Regions from separate parts of the Rattus norvegicus genome. Here regions 2 and 3 are each linked to region 1. Evidence: chromatin contacts called from public Hi-C data. All regions are on one chromosome and are shown on one strand. The core of a region is the stretch at or near the end of the contact, and the rest is flanking DNA. Distances in the headings are between cores, read along the strand shown. Region 1 has its middle 55 kb from the start of Hes1. Region 2 overlaps LOC134481015 (a long non-coding RNA gene). Region 3 has its middle 220 kb from the start of Opa1.

What was found. Hi-C and Micro-C count contacts between places; a contact is called where the count stands out from the background.
Region 2: a Hi-C map of liver shows a contact between it and region 1, with 2.3 times the contacts expected there. The contact joins two enhancer-like sites. A contact is called at or near these places in 5 of 12 Hi-C or Micro-C datasets (hepatocytes, kidney, liver and 1 more).
Region 3: a contact with region 1 is called in a Hi-C map of frontal cortex, with 2.7 times the contacts expected there. The contact joins two enhancer-like sites. A contact is called at or near these places in 2 of 12 Hi-C or Micro-C datasets (frontal cortex and mammary epithelial cells).

The regions. Positions count from the first base shown.
Region 1 is chr11:84,265,818-84,269,958 of GRCr8, reverse strand. No RefSeq gene overlaps it. Among named protein-coding and RNA genes, the nearest start is that of Hes1, 55 kb to the right of the region's middle. Within about 2 kb of position 2,443, at least 71 of the 93 cell types and tissues checked have an H3K27ac peak or open chromatin away from gene starts, as enhancers often do. A contact at or near this core is called in hepatocytes, kidney and liver, where this site is marked.
Region 2 is chr11:84,066,348-84,070,270 of GRCr8, reverse strand. It overlaps LOC134481015 (a long non-coding RNA gene), which reads right to left. Exons shown (of 2, transcript XR_010056162.1): 2 at 1-117. Among named protein-coding and RNA genes, the nearest start is that of Cpn2, 77 kb to the right of the region's middle. Within about 2 kb of position 2,135, at least 76 of the 93 cell types and tissues checked have an H3K27ac peak or open chromatin away from gene starts, as enhancers often do. A contact at or near this core is called in hepatocytes, kidney and liver, where this site is marked.
Region 3 is chr11:84,468,249-84,472,410 of GRCr8, reverse strand. No RefSeq gene overlaps it. Among named protein-coding and RNA genes, the nearest start is that of Opa1, 220 kb to the left of the region's middle. Within about 2 kb of position 2,795, at least 35 of the 93 cell types and tissues checked have an H3K27ac peak or open chromatin away from gene starts, as enhancers often do.

The DNA of each region.
Region 1 (4,141 bases), core at 1,194-3,693:
GCTCGCCCTTTGATGCTTGCTACTTCTGGCCTCTACGCCCAGATTTCTGGCACCCAAGCAGGCCAGCCACGAATCTGCTTCAGTGTTTGCTCCTTGGAACCCACTGAAGTACCCTGTTGTAGACCGAATTCTCTCCTGAAATACTAATCGAAACTCTTAAGGTAACAGTATTTGGAAGTGGACCTTTATAGAAATCGTTTGAGGTCCCAAGAACGGCATCCCCATCTGACAGGGCTGTTGTCCTTATGAAAGGCACGACAGAGCTCTGTGCCACGGGAGGACAGAGAGAAAGTGGCTGCTTTCTCTGGAATTTTGGATTCCTTAAATAACACAGAAATGTTATAAGGATGCACTTTTGTTTTAATCCCAAGTGTGGGGATGTGGAGCTGTTTCAGCGTCTCTGCAGCAGCTGTGATTTTCCTCGTGCTCTAGCAGAGACATGCTTTTGCCAGCTGCAGATAATTTCCGCAGTTGCTTGACCTCTGGAATTCTGGGAACTTTTCAGAGGGTATATAAATGCTAGAGCCCCACTAGGCAGGGTGGGTGGGTGGATGCAGTCTGGTAGCAGTCACCCTCAGAGAAGAACAGAAGGAAAGAATTGGATTCAAGAATCTCTCCCCCTCTATCTGTTCTTTCCTATCTAGTGATAAGGGGTGAAATGGGGGGGGGGGGTAAAGAATGGGAAAAGAAGAATCCACAGAAAGCAGAGACTATCTACAAACTGCCTACAAGCCAAGTAAGAGGGACTTCAGTCGGATTAAGTCACCCATGCCATAGTCTTTGACTTTAGCATCCAGAACTAGGTGTCAGACCATGTCTGCCGCCAGTCTCTGGTATTTTAGCAGTTGTGTATGGATTAATGACAGGGATCTCTCAACTGATGTTATCCTTATGGGAACTGCACAGCGTGCACTTAGACAAAGTAAGATGGGTAAGGTGTCACTAGATGATACACTCTTCGAGAACCACCACTATGATGCGTTGCTAACTAGAGTTTCCTTATTCAGAGCACACAAGGACTAATACGGCACCCCAAAGATCGACAAATGCCTTTCCCCCCTTTTTTCTTCTTCCTCCTCCCTCTCTTCCTCACTAGATACTAATAGAAAACAGAGGCTGGCCTCGAACTTGTGATTCTCCTGCCTCGGCTTCCTCCGTGCAGGGGTCATAGGAATGTGGAACCACACCCTACTCAGATTTATGTTCTACAGATGGGAGATTTGAGACCGAAAGATTAGCCTGACCGAGGTCACACGTCTGGGCAACAAGGTTCTGAACCTGTGATAAATAGTGTTGACAAGCGTTCATGAGGGGGTGCGCTCAACCGGCAGAATGGCTGTCACACGCAGAATTCTGTGTTGTTGATGGGGAGGGTCAGGGAGTTTACATAGAAGAGTAGCACTTCTTTGAATGAGAAGCAGGAGAGAGAAAGAGACTAGTTAGGCAGGCTGTGACTGATGCCATAGTCAGGGACAGAAATCAAGTGCAATGGGGGACTTCAGGAGAAGCAGCTGTTGAACTAGATGAGGTCAACCTGGGAAGACCCACAGAGGTGAGTGGGTCAGCACCCACTGTCAAAGACAAGCAGGGTGAAGAAACAGAAATAGATCAAGTGGAGGAGAGCTGGGTACAGCAGAGAACCCACCCACCAGGCCCCTAGTCTCCTAGGGTGATCCCCCACACACCTCGACCCCTCAAAAAAGCAGCAGGAGGCTGATGCTAGGTGAAGCCACTGGATCCCTGGATTCTTGAGGTTTGCCCCCAGCCCCATCTGTTGGCGTCCCAACTGCCCTGGAAGACAGGACACCACAAGAATCCTTGGCTGAGGAGACACTTGGCCTAGGAGTGGAGAACTTGGCTTGGAACAAAGGCACACTGAGCTGTCTCCATTCTTGGATGGCTGCCACCCAGAATGTGACTTTGCCTACATCTCCCTGCATGGCTAGGCATTGGAGACCTTGGCCCTGGCAGACTTCTGGATTCATGTGACTCTCACCCGATGGCTAGAGGGGAGGCTGACCCCACATTGAGGTGGAGGGCTCTTGCCTAGCTCCCGGAGGGAAGGGTCAGGCAGAGTGGAACCTCTTGCTCAGGGCTGGCAGGGTCCAGACTGGAGCTGTCACACAATTCCAGTGAGGCCGGTCCCCTGCCTAGCCCTCCGTTCTCTGGCCCTTCCCGGAAAGAGGTCACCGCCCAGGAGCTCTCATAACAGGGACTCTCTGTGTCCAAGGCCGGCCTGGTGGAGCAGGAGGATGCAGAGGGCCAGCGGGGGCAGGAGAAGGTCGTGCTGGGCCGCTCGCTGCGGGTGGCGCCGCAGCCCCGGGTCGCAGGCAGGGACCGGGCGTGTGGGAGGAGAGGCGGCGCGCGCTCGGAAGTGGCCCCGGGCGGCCTCCCGGGCGGGCGGCTCCTGTTTCCCGGCTCCCGAGCGGGCGGGCGCGGGCCAGCTGCTGGGAGGTGAGCGGAGCAGCGTTTTCCCACAGTCTGGGGCGGTGACACATGGCGCTCACACATTCCACAGCCGGCGGCCGCGCCAGGCCTGGCGGTGAGTCAAGGCAGCGCGGGGAGCTGCCGAGAGCAGGTTCCGACTTTGGCACCCGGCGCGCCGCCTTCCCGCCTTGCCCAGCCGGGCGGGGGCGGAGGGGGAGGGGACGCCGGTTAACCCTTGGCGAGCTAGGCGTGCCGCAGCAGAGGCTCGGATGCAGGCCCACTGAGGAGGGAGTTGGGGGAGATGAATGCATCACTACTGGGGAAACCAAGTCCCGGGTGCGTTCTTTGCTTTTTCAGACGAGGGGGTGGGGTGGGACGGGGGTTGGAGGCGGTATCTTTAATCCAAATTGGTCTGAATTCACTGTGCCTTCGAGCTTCTGGTGATGCTCCTAGTTACAAAGCAGAAAACCCGAGAAGTTGCTCCTTCGAGAAGGTGCCACTCCTGGCTTTTAGATTCAGACACTGCCAGAGAGACTGGAGGGGTAAGGAGAAGGCTAACTATCACTGTCCCTTCATCAAGACTCTCCCTTCTGAGCCTGACCGCTGTGACCAGGACCCGCTCCGGTGTGTGTTCATCGACTGGATCAGAAGTTTGGATCGCAGTTCATTCTGGCAGTAGTTGTACAGATAGAAGGAAACAGCTGGAAGCCTCTGCGGACAAATGCACACCCACATAACCACACACCAAAAAAGGAGGGGGACTGTGACTGTGGTGGGTGTTGTCCCCATGGGAAGGCCGAGCACTCCAAACGTGGCTTCCCTTGGGCGTGTGTGACCTCTGCTTGACTTCTGCAGCTGTTGCTGCAACCATTCCCACCCCGATCTCTGCACCCACGTATTCTGAGACCACACAAGCCTGCAGCTTTCTTCAAACTTTAAGGTCCCACAGACCAAGTTTCAAACTTCGCGTTTTTTTTCTTTTGAGTAATGTAGCCCAGGCTAGCCTTGGATCTTACAGGAGCATGCCGCCACACCCAGCACCTGGTTTATTAGAGAGACTTAAGTGAAGTTCCAGAAGTTAGGACCGGTAAACTTCACTTCGGTGTCTAGATGTAGTTCAGATTGTCGTCCCCCCCCCCCCACACACACACACACAACCTTTTCCTCTCGCCTCCCTACAGCAGGTACTTGTGAGCCCCTCCCCCACAGACCTGCCAATCACCATCTCTAAGCATCACAGGAAGTGTGTCTTCCAGGGCTCAGATTTTGTAGAACCTAGTAGGACTTTTTGAGCTCTTCTTTTGGTTGGGGAAATAAACCACGCCTAGCCTCTGACTAAGTCAATAAGTGCTCAGTTATGCTAGTGTGATCAAAGGACCGGCCAATATGTCCCCTCTGGAGAGCCAGAGTCAACAGGGTACACGCAAGGTCATTCAGTCAGCATCATCCACAGCTACAGAGTGGACACAGCAGGGCCCTGGGGACTACAGAGGGCACTGAGAGAAGCAGAGGAAGAGGAAGGTTATTCTGAAGTCCTGTGATCCCCAGTTGGTGCTCTCAATCAAGCAAGTGGAAAGTCTCCTGAGGAATTAATTCTATTCTAGTGTGATAATTCTATTCAAGTTGGGGGTCCTGCCTCAGGAGTCTTGGTCTCATTGCCATCACAACTGGTCAGTTTCCACCAATCTGCAATGGCACATGACTGCTACCACAC
Region 2 (3,923 bases), core at 886-3,385, 200 kb after region 1:
CAGCATCATCCATATGTGCATGTCAATCAGTCTGTCTTACCTCTTCCTCAGATCTTGCTGTGATGGCCTATCAAAAGCATCTGGTGTTCCGTTAAGCACCAGACACTACTCCATCTTCTGAAAAATATGCAGGAAGCAGCAGGTCATTCTCCTAAAATGGCCCATCCCTCCCCACCTCATTCAGGACAGAGGTAACATTTGTATTATTAGTGATTAACAACTCTGGCCAACCTTCAAAGACAGATGTGCTTTCAATCCTGGCGGGATATTAGAGGGATGCTACGTTAACAGGTCTGTGACCTGTTCAGCCTCAGATTCAGGCCCTACCAGCCCAGCCATTTCATCTGATACATGGCTCTATTCTTGCCAACTATCATAGCCAAGGAACCTCTCACTGCCAGAGACCCAGGGATGAAGAGGAGGAGGAGGACCAGTCTCTTTCCTTTTGTTCGGCCACACTACCCCTAGAACCCTAACTCCTGCCAAGAAATCTGCACCAAGGTCCCCTTCCCCTCTGGCTTCTGGCAATGCCACGTTCTCTTTGGCCCTGTGGCCTGGAATGACAGCAGCTTCCTGTCTTGTGAGTCTCGGGCCGCTGTCCCCATGTGTCCCCATCACTTCCCACACCTGCATGACTGTTCTTCGTCTACTGGAGTTTCTGATGGGTTATGTTTTCTGAGTGAATTCCTTCTGGTTCTAAATCAGCATGACATGTTAAACCCCAGCCCAGAAACAGTCAAAATGACGGGAGGAACGAACGGATCTGGCTTGACAAAAAGACACACACAGTGCCCGGACAGGGAATGGGAGCTACACTGGTAGCTTGTAGGTCAGGCGCTATGTTGGGAGTCAGGATACCCTCTCAGACCCACCTGTACCCCATCCCCTCTCACACCTAGCTGCAGAAGGCTGAACTAGCCCTGGCATCCTCTAAAACTATGACACAAGAGTCCGTGCTTCTCAAGAACATGGGCCAGACCCTGTGACTCAGCGCTCTGGGCAGGCCAAGCTTCTGTGTCCTCGTCACCTCCTCCATTAGGATTTGGTGAGAAGGCCTCCCACAGTGATGTCATCGAAGGAAGCAGGTGTCTTTCCACTCAATCCCCTCCCCCAGGCTTGGAGTATCTGGAACACAGAAGGGACGACTCTCTAGTCGTCCTCTAGTCCCCCAACAAAGTATCTCCTTCCTCACCTGAGTGAGGGGTAAGCCTGGGGATGCCTAACAGCCTCACCCTGACATAGTCCCTGGGAAAAGGAAAATCACATCAAGAGAAGGAAGCTAGACCCTTAGCTCCAGGTTCACATGGTCCCATTGCACCACCATTGCTAAAGCTGTTACTTGTTTTATGCCGTGCCCATGGGCTCCTGCTGGGCACATCTGTACTGAGTGCTCTGCCAGGTCCTGGCAGTTTCAGAGATGGGCAACTAAGGTATAATAATAATAATAATAATAATAATAATAATAATAATAAATCCGAGGTTTGTATCCAAGATCCAACAACCAAAACTGACGTGACTGGTCATGTGACCCTTGCCACCTCTGCACTCTCATGTATAAAATGGACAAAATAAGCAGCAAGCTACAAAAGGGCTCGTGTAGGTAACTAGTTTGGCACAGGATGACTGTTCTCTTTTAATTAATTAATGAATAAATCCACTACACCCACAAGCTTGGGGAAGCCTCCAGAGTGTAACACACCGACCGCTAAGGGCTTGCTTCTGTAACACCAAACCTGTCACAAAGCCTCTCACCCCAGAATAAGGTTTTTAAAAGAGAGAAAAAAGAAAGAAAGAAAGAAAGAAAGAAGGAAGGAAGGAAGGAAGGAAGGAAGGAAGGAAGGAAGGAAGGAAAGAAAGAAAGAAAGAAAGAAAGAAAGAAAGAAAGAAAGAAAGAAAGAAAGAAAGAAAGAAAAGCTTGTTCTTTCTGATTTGGGTGATAGCAGCCTGACCTCGGAGGCATCCCACGCGCACCCTCTGTCCCCCTGAGCCTGGCTGACACCCCTCCTGGCCGGATGTGCGCGCAAAGGGCCGAGGTTGGGAGCGTTTCCGGGACGGCTGGGTCACAGTGTGGCTCTGCAGTGTCTGGCAGCCCCACCCTTCCTGGCAGCCAGACCTCCTCCTCCTCCTCCTCCTCCTCCGGCCTCTGAAAGCCTGCCAGCACCCGGGAGGGAGAGCAGGCCCTGGAGACACCAGGTCCAGCTCCGCGGGGAGGGCAGGAGTCCGCAGAAGGGAGCCAGCGCTCCTCCCGCCCTCCTGACCTGCCACGCACACGCATCTCAGCAAGTGCCGAGTGCTCCTCCTAGTGGGGAAGGAAGGATGCGCGACCCTGGCTTGCTACCCTCCTGTGGGCAGCTAAAACCAAGGGCTCCTTCCCAGGCCTGAGAGATGGCCACACTAGCCGGTCTCACCCCACCTCACAGTGCCAAAGGCCCATTCATATCCAGTGCCTTTTGAGTGTGGCACACTTTTAGGGCCCGTTTTACAGATGAGAACACTGTGAGTCGGTCTCAGGCCCCAACTGCCACTGTTTTCTTTGCATCAGTGTGTTATTCTCAAAATTGACAAGCAAGACTTGACCACCTGTCTCATACCCATGACCCATGCTTTTCCACCTGGTCACATACAGACCTCACACCATCTTGAGAATGGACCTGGTTCTTTCTTTGCCCTTTGCCCTTAACCACTAGAAACACTGGGGATGTCCTAATTAAAAACCTTTTGGCTGACTGATCACAGCTGACCCTTCAGAGCCAGCCCCTCCCCTTCCAACAACCCACCTAACCCCACCAAAGCAGGAGAGAGGGGCTTTCAGCTTACTGTGGGCAGAGTGAGTTCCAAAAGTTGCCTCTGGATAACTCTACCATATACCAAGGGCTCAGCCTGATTCACAGGCTACAGGGAGTAGGGTGTGTCTCCAGCCCTGTCAGTAGAAACCACAGAAGTCTGCAGGCTGTCCCTTGGAGAGCCTCCAAGCCCCTGTCCTCACCACTGCCCATGGTAGAGAGAAGGCATTTTGGAGTAAGTCACTCAACAAGGAGGGGAGGTGACCCTTGTTCAGAAACAGAATGAAGCCACATGCTGCCTTGGGGACCAGTCCTGGAGGTCTGGTCTGGAGACCCTAGCTGGGAGGTTCTTGGAAGCCACAGGAGGAGGAATGTCCGCTGCCCACCATCCCCAGCTGGGATCCTGTCACGGGACCACACTGGGCCTGAGCTCAAGGACAGAACAGGCAGGCAGTGAGCTGTGTTTTCTGGGAAGGCAGCCAGTCCTTGTGCCCTCAGGCTTCCGGGCACTGAGAGTGGTGGAGCAGGCACTGGCTACCTCAGCTCCCTCCTCCAGGCTGAGTGGGCACACCCTGCTTCTGGTGCCAGAGAGCCACAAACACTCAGTTCCCTGCTCTGGAGGGGAGGAGAGACACGGTGGAGACTCAGAGCCACACCTGTGCCCAGAAACGCACAAAGTACAAGCCTCTGGTAGCTGATCCCAAGTGAGTCCTATCTCCCCTACCTGGCTGAGCTGTCTGAGGGCAAGGAAGAAACTTTTGGTGTGGCCTCAAAAGATGCCAAGATCAGCCAGGTTGTGGTGACTTGTGCCTTTAATCCCAGCACTCTGGAGGCACATGGGAGGCAGAGGCAGAGGCAGAGGCAGAGGCAGAGGCAGAGGCAGAGGCAGAGGCAGAGGCAGAGGCAGAGGCAGAGGCAGAGGCAGAGGCAGAGGCAGAGGCAGAGGCAGAGGCAGAGGCAGAGGCAGAGGCAGAGGCAGAGGCAGGTGGATATCTGAGTTTGAGGCTAGCCTGGTCTACAATGATTTCCAGGACAGCCAGAGCTCCACAAAGAAACTCTGTCGATAGATAGATAGATAGATAGATAGATAGATAGATAGATAGATAGATGACTAGATAGATAGATGACTAGATAGATAGA
Region 3 (4,162 bases), core at 1,546-4,045, 200 kb before region 1:
GTAGATATCCCTCCTCAAATCCTCCTTTGAATTCCTTATGGCATTCACCATCGTGTCAGTTCTGACTGTGATAGTAAATTACTACTGACTGAGTGGTATAAGAAACTACTTTTTCAGTCTTTTGGAAGACAGAGGTCTGAAATCAGGGTACGTGGTCTGTGTGGGGTTCTGCTGTGTGCTTGTCCGGTTCTAGAGAGGTGGTTGTCAACCTTTCTAATGCTGTGGCCCTTTAATACAGTTCCTCATGCTGTGGTGATCTCCAACCATAAAATTATTTTAGTGCTATTTCATAACTGTAATTTCGCTACTGTTATGAATCTTAGTGTAAATATCTGATATGTACGTGACCCCTGTGAAAGGGTCATTCGACCCCAAAGGGGTCACAACCCACAGCTTGATACCTGCTGCTCTAGAGAGGCTTCAGGTCTGTGGGAATCCTTATTGGAAGGAAGAAGGCAAGAGCATTGCTTGAAGGCTCTCGAATCAGGGCATTAATCCTGCTCACAAGGAACTCTACTCGTGTGACCGAATTGCTTTCCAAAGTCCCCATTGCCTAATACCATTATATCGATGCTTAGGATGTCAATCTATGAATCATGGGGTAGGGAGACACAAAGATTCATTTTATCACCCCCTAACATATACCCATTACCGATTTAACCAGCAAGGATGCCTAAATTTACACTCCCTATGGGAGAGTTACTCACAGCAACATGTAAGCTCAATTAATTGCCACCCCATCCACCAATTGGTGGCACTCAAAGAAAGTGCCTTAAAGGATCCTCCAGGAATTTCAAGTTTATAACCCATGTTTGCTCTGATTATCTCTGTCGACTCAAAAGTCAAAAGGATTAATATCATATAGCCCAAGGCAGCAGCCATACCATATAGCCAAAGGCAGCAGCCATATTATATAGCCAGAGACAGCAGTCATATGGTATCACACTTCCCTTGTCATAGCACCTGTCTCACAGAGCTCTCCCCATGTTCCCTCTGACTTCAGAGGACTCCTATCTATCTACCCCTCAAGGTTTCCTCTCCAGCCTTCCTTGTGGACTTCTCTGACCTCATGAAGAATAGACTTCACCTTCATCTGGGCCCCAGCTTGCATGATGTTTCTATCATGTTGGTCACCACCTGGAGGGCTCTTTCTTGGTCAAGCCTGGGTGCTCCTGGCAGCAAGAACCATGTGTCATTCAGCTTCGTAATGCTTAATATTCGCCGGAATCTCAAAGACTCGTTGAATTGTGGGAAAAAAAACCTATGTTCTCCGCTTTCGGTTAGTTGGTTGGTTTTGCTTTTGTTTTTCGAGACAGGGTTTTGATATGTAGTCCTGGAGCTTGGTCTGCTGACCAGGCTAACCTCCAACTCATAGATCCTCCTGCCTCTGCCTTCTGAGTGCTGGGACTAAAGGCATGCACCACTATGCTCATCTTAAGATCAGGGCAGATGAGTTCCGCACCCACACAATCATCCCCAGTGAGCACACTTGGGAAGGCTCTGCAAACCTTAAACACTGGTGGCAACGGAGTGGGGAGGGGTGTGGTTCTCTGCACCCATTATGTCTTATCAGAGACAAGCTGGTCCAAGGGAGAGACAGAGAGAACATTGTTATGTCCGTGCTTGGTTTTGTTTCCGTATTCTTCTAGACTCTAGATAGATCCACAAGCTGGCTTTGGCCCTAGATCTTGATACCGACTGTGGTATCTTTGTCTTGGTGGGTCCTTCCTCACTGAGAGCATGCGCCTCACAAGTGCACCTACTGCTGCACCTCCCGGACATTGCACAAGCAAAGAGAGTTAGAGCTGGTTCCCTGGGCTTCCTGTAGGGTTTGTCTGGTACCACCCAGGGCTAGTAAGTAGTCAGTGAAATGTCTTTTCCCAAGTCTCTCATTCAGCTGGTCTCTCACTTGCTCACACTCACATTGACTATGTCAGTCTACCTCTTGCCTTGGTATAAAGGAACAGTCATAGCAGGGGGCTGGGTGGGTGAGGCTTCACAAGACTGTAAATATTCCTTCTCAGAGGAATACACAAAAGTAGCATTCAGCCAGACTCTAGGGAGCAGCTCCCAGCTGAAGGCCAGGTGTCCTTCAGCAGGATGGGACAGGCTTTCCCTGCTGAGAACAGCTTGTGAAGAAGCCCTGGAGATCTGCAAGTTGCTCAATGTCTCTGTGGCAAAGGAAACTGCGCATGGGCAGAATTGAAACCAGGGCAAGCACAGGAAAGAGGGGCACTTGGGAACCCACTGTTAACAGATGCTGAGGCAGACTATCTCCCGGCTCCCAGGCAAGCCATCGCTCATTAGTGATGTGCATTCACTGCTCTGGGCTGGTACCCAGGCATCGTCACCTTGGCAAGTCGCTGGGTGCAGGTGGCTTGCAGACATGTCCCCTGCACAGCCTTTTGGCAGCTGCTGATGGGACTCTGGAGCTGGAACCTGAGATCCTCCAGATCGCGCGGCAAGCCGTGCGAGCCCTTCCCTGCCGTGGTTAATTTTCACTTTTCCACAAGGACACGCCCTCGGAGGAGACCAGCAGCAGAGCAACGCCTGCTGGGGACCACATGCATCCCCAAGGGCGGGTGCTTTGCTTTGAGCCCTGAAGAAGCCAGGCTGCGAGCCTGTTGCTCCGCAGCTGATCCAGCTAGGCTGTGCGCGTGGGCCGGCCTCGCGAGCTGGGAACCCCCTGCCCACATGAAAGCGCTCGGCGGCTCCCCGGGCGCCCTCTCCGCCCGCGCCTAAGCCGCGTTCCCACCCGCAGCCACGCGCTGGAGCAGGACGCACAAAGGAAATGGCAAGGGCGTGAGTCACCCGGAGGCTCGGTGCTCCCGCCTTTCCCCGGGCTGCAGACCCACAAGGAGACCTTTGTGTCGCGTTCTGGTGGACGACCGGCACCCGCTGCGGGGAGGCAAGCATTTCAGGGCGCTGAGTAATGCTGGGGAGACAGGAGGAGGATCTATACGAGGAGGAAACGACTTTTGCGACCTACTAGTCTGCAAAGCCTGCTCCAGATCACCCTGTATGCAGGCTCAGAGAAGCAAGTCCTCTTGGCCCCTCCCACAAACCCATCTTGACTACTCATAATGCTGACCCTTTGCTCTTAGGGCCTGCCCTGTTTTGCAGGGTCATCTTCTTACCAAGGTGTGAGGGACTTTTCCTGTGCCACTGCTAACAGACGGAGAGGTGCTGAAACTATGTTCGGTAGTGGATGGAGGATGGAATGGAATAATTCATTTGTACAGATTGAACTAGTAGGGGCTAGTCCAACGTCTCCAGTTTCCAAGCAGAGGAAATGTCAGCCCAGAGGGACATACTCTTCCTGACTTGGTGGATTTTTACTGTGTGGTGGTTGCTTGGTTCAGGGAACGTCCCTGGGCATGACTGACAAGGGAGGGTTAGGTTTTAGTGAAAACCTGCAAGCACAGATAGGTAACACCCCAGGGGACTCACTAGGACCCATAAAAGAAATCAGAGGACAGCAGCCAAGGCTCCAGGCATTAGGGCAGTCACATTACAGGGATGCAGGTAAGCATGAACTTTTGCTGGGCATGAATGTTTAATCTACTTGGCCCCAGGGAAGGTATTGTTCCAGATAAAGGTGATTGGGAAGTCTGTGCCCTCCAGGACTCAGGGTTGGTAACTGACTGGTCATGGGCCAGATGACAGAAACTTAGTAAAAGCCCGCAGACCCAGACACTTATGGAGGTCCTTTAAGGTGTCAGCATCCCAACACCATATCACACCCACTTTCTCCCAGAGCCCCCCTTTCAGTTACCAAGAAACTAGGGTGCCAAACGATCTGAGGTTTTCTTCCTACGAAAAGACATTTCCTATGAAATGCCACATCCGGGAGCATATACACACCCAACATCTATAGACCTCCTTCTCATGGGGGAGACAATAACCTGCCACCACCCACCAAGACTCCTACAGAACAGATTCACAGCTAGGCCTTGCTCTGAAGTCTGCAATTCTTGTGCTGATTGCCCTCCCAGTGCTCCAAGCCAAACAGCAGGCTTCCTGTGTAGACAAGCTGGTGCAGCACACTCTGGGGCCCACCCTCAGGATGTAGCATTGGGGGTCAGGCAGTACAGATGCCATCCGTCTGTGGCCAGGATCATCCCCTGCTTCTGGTGTTAGCTATTTTCCAACAGAAGTCAAC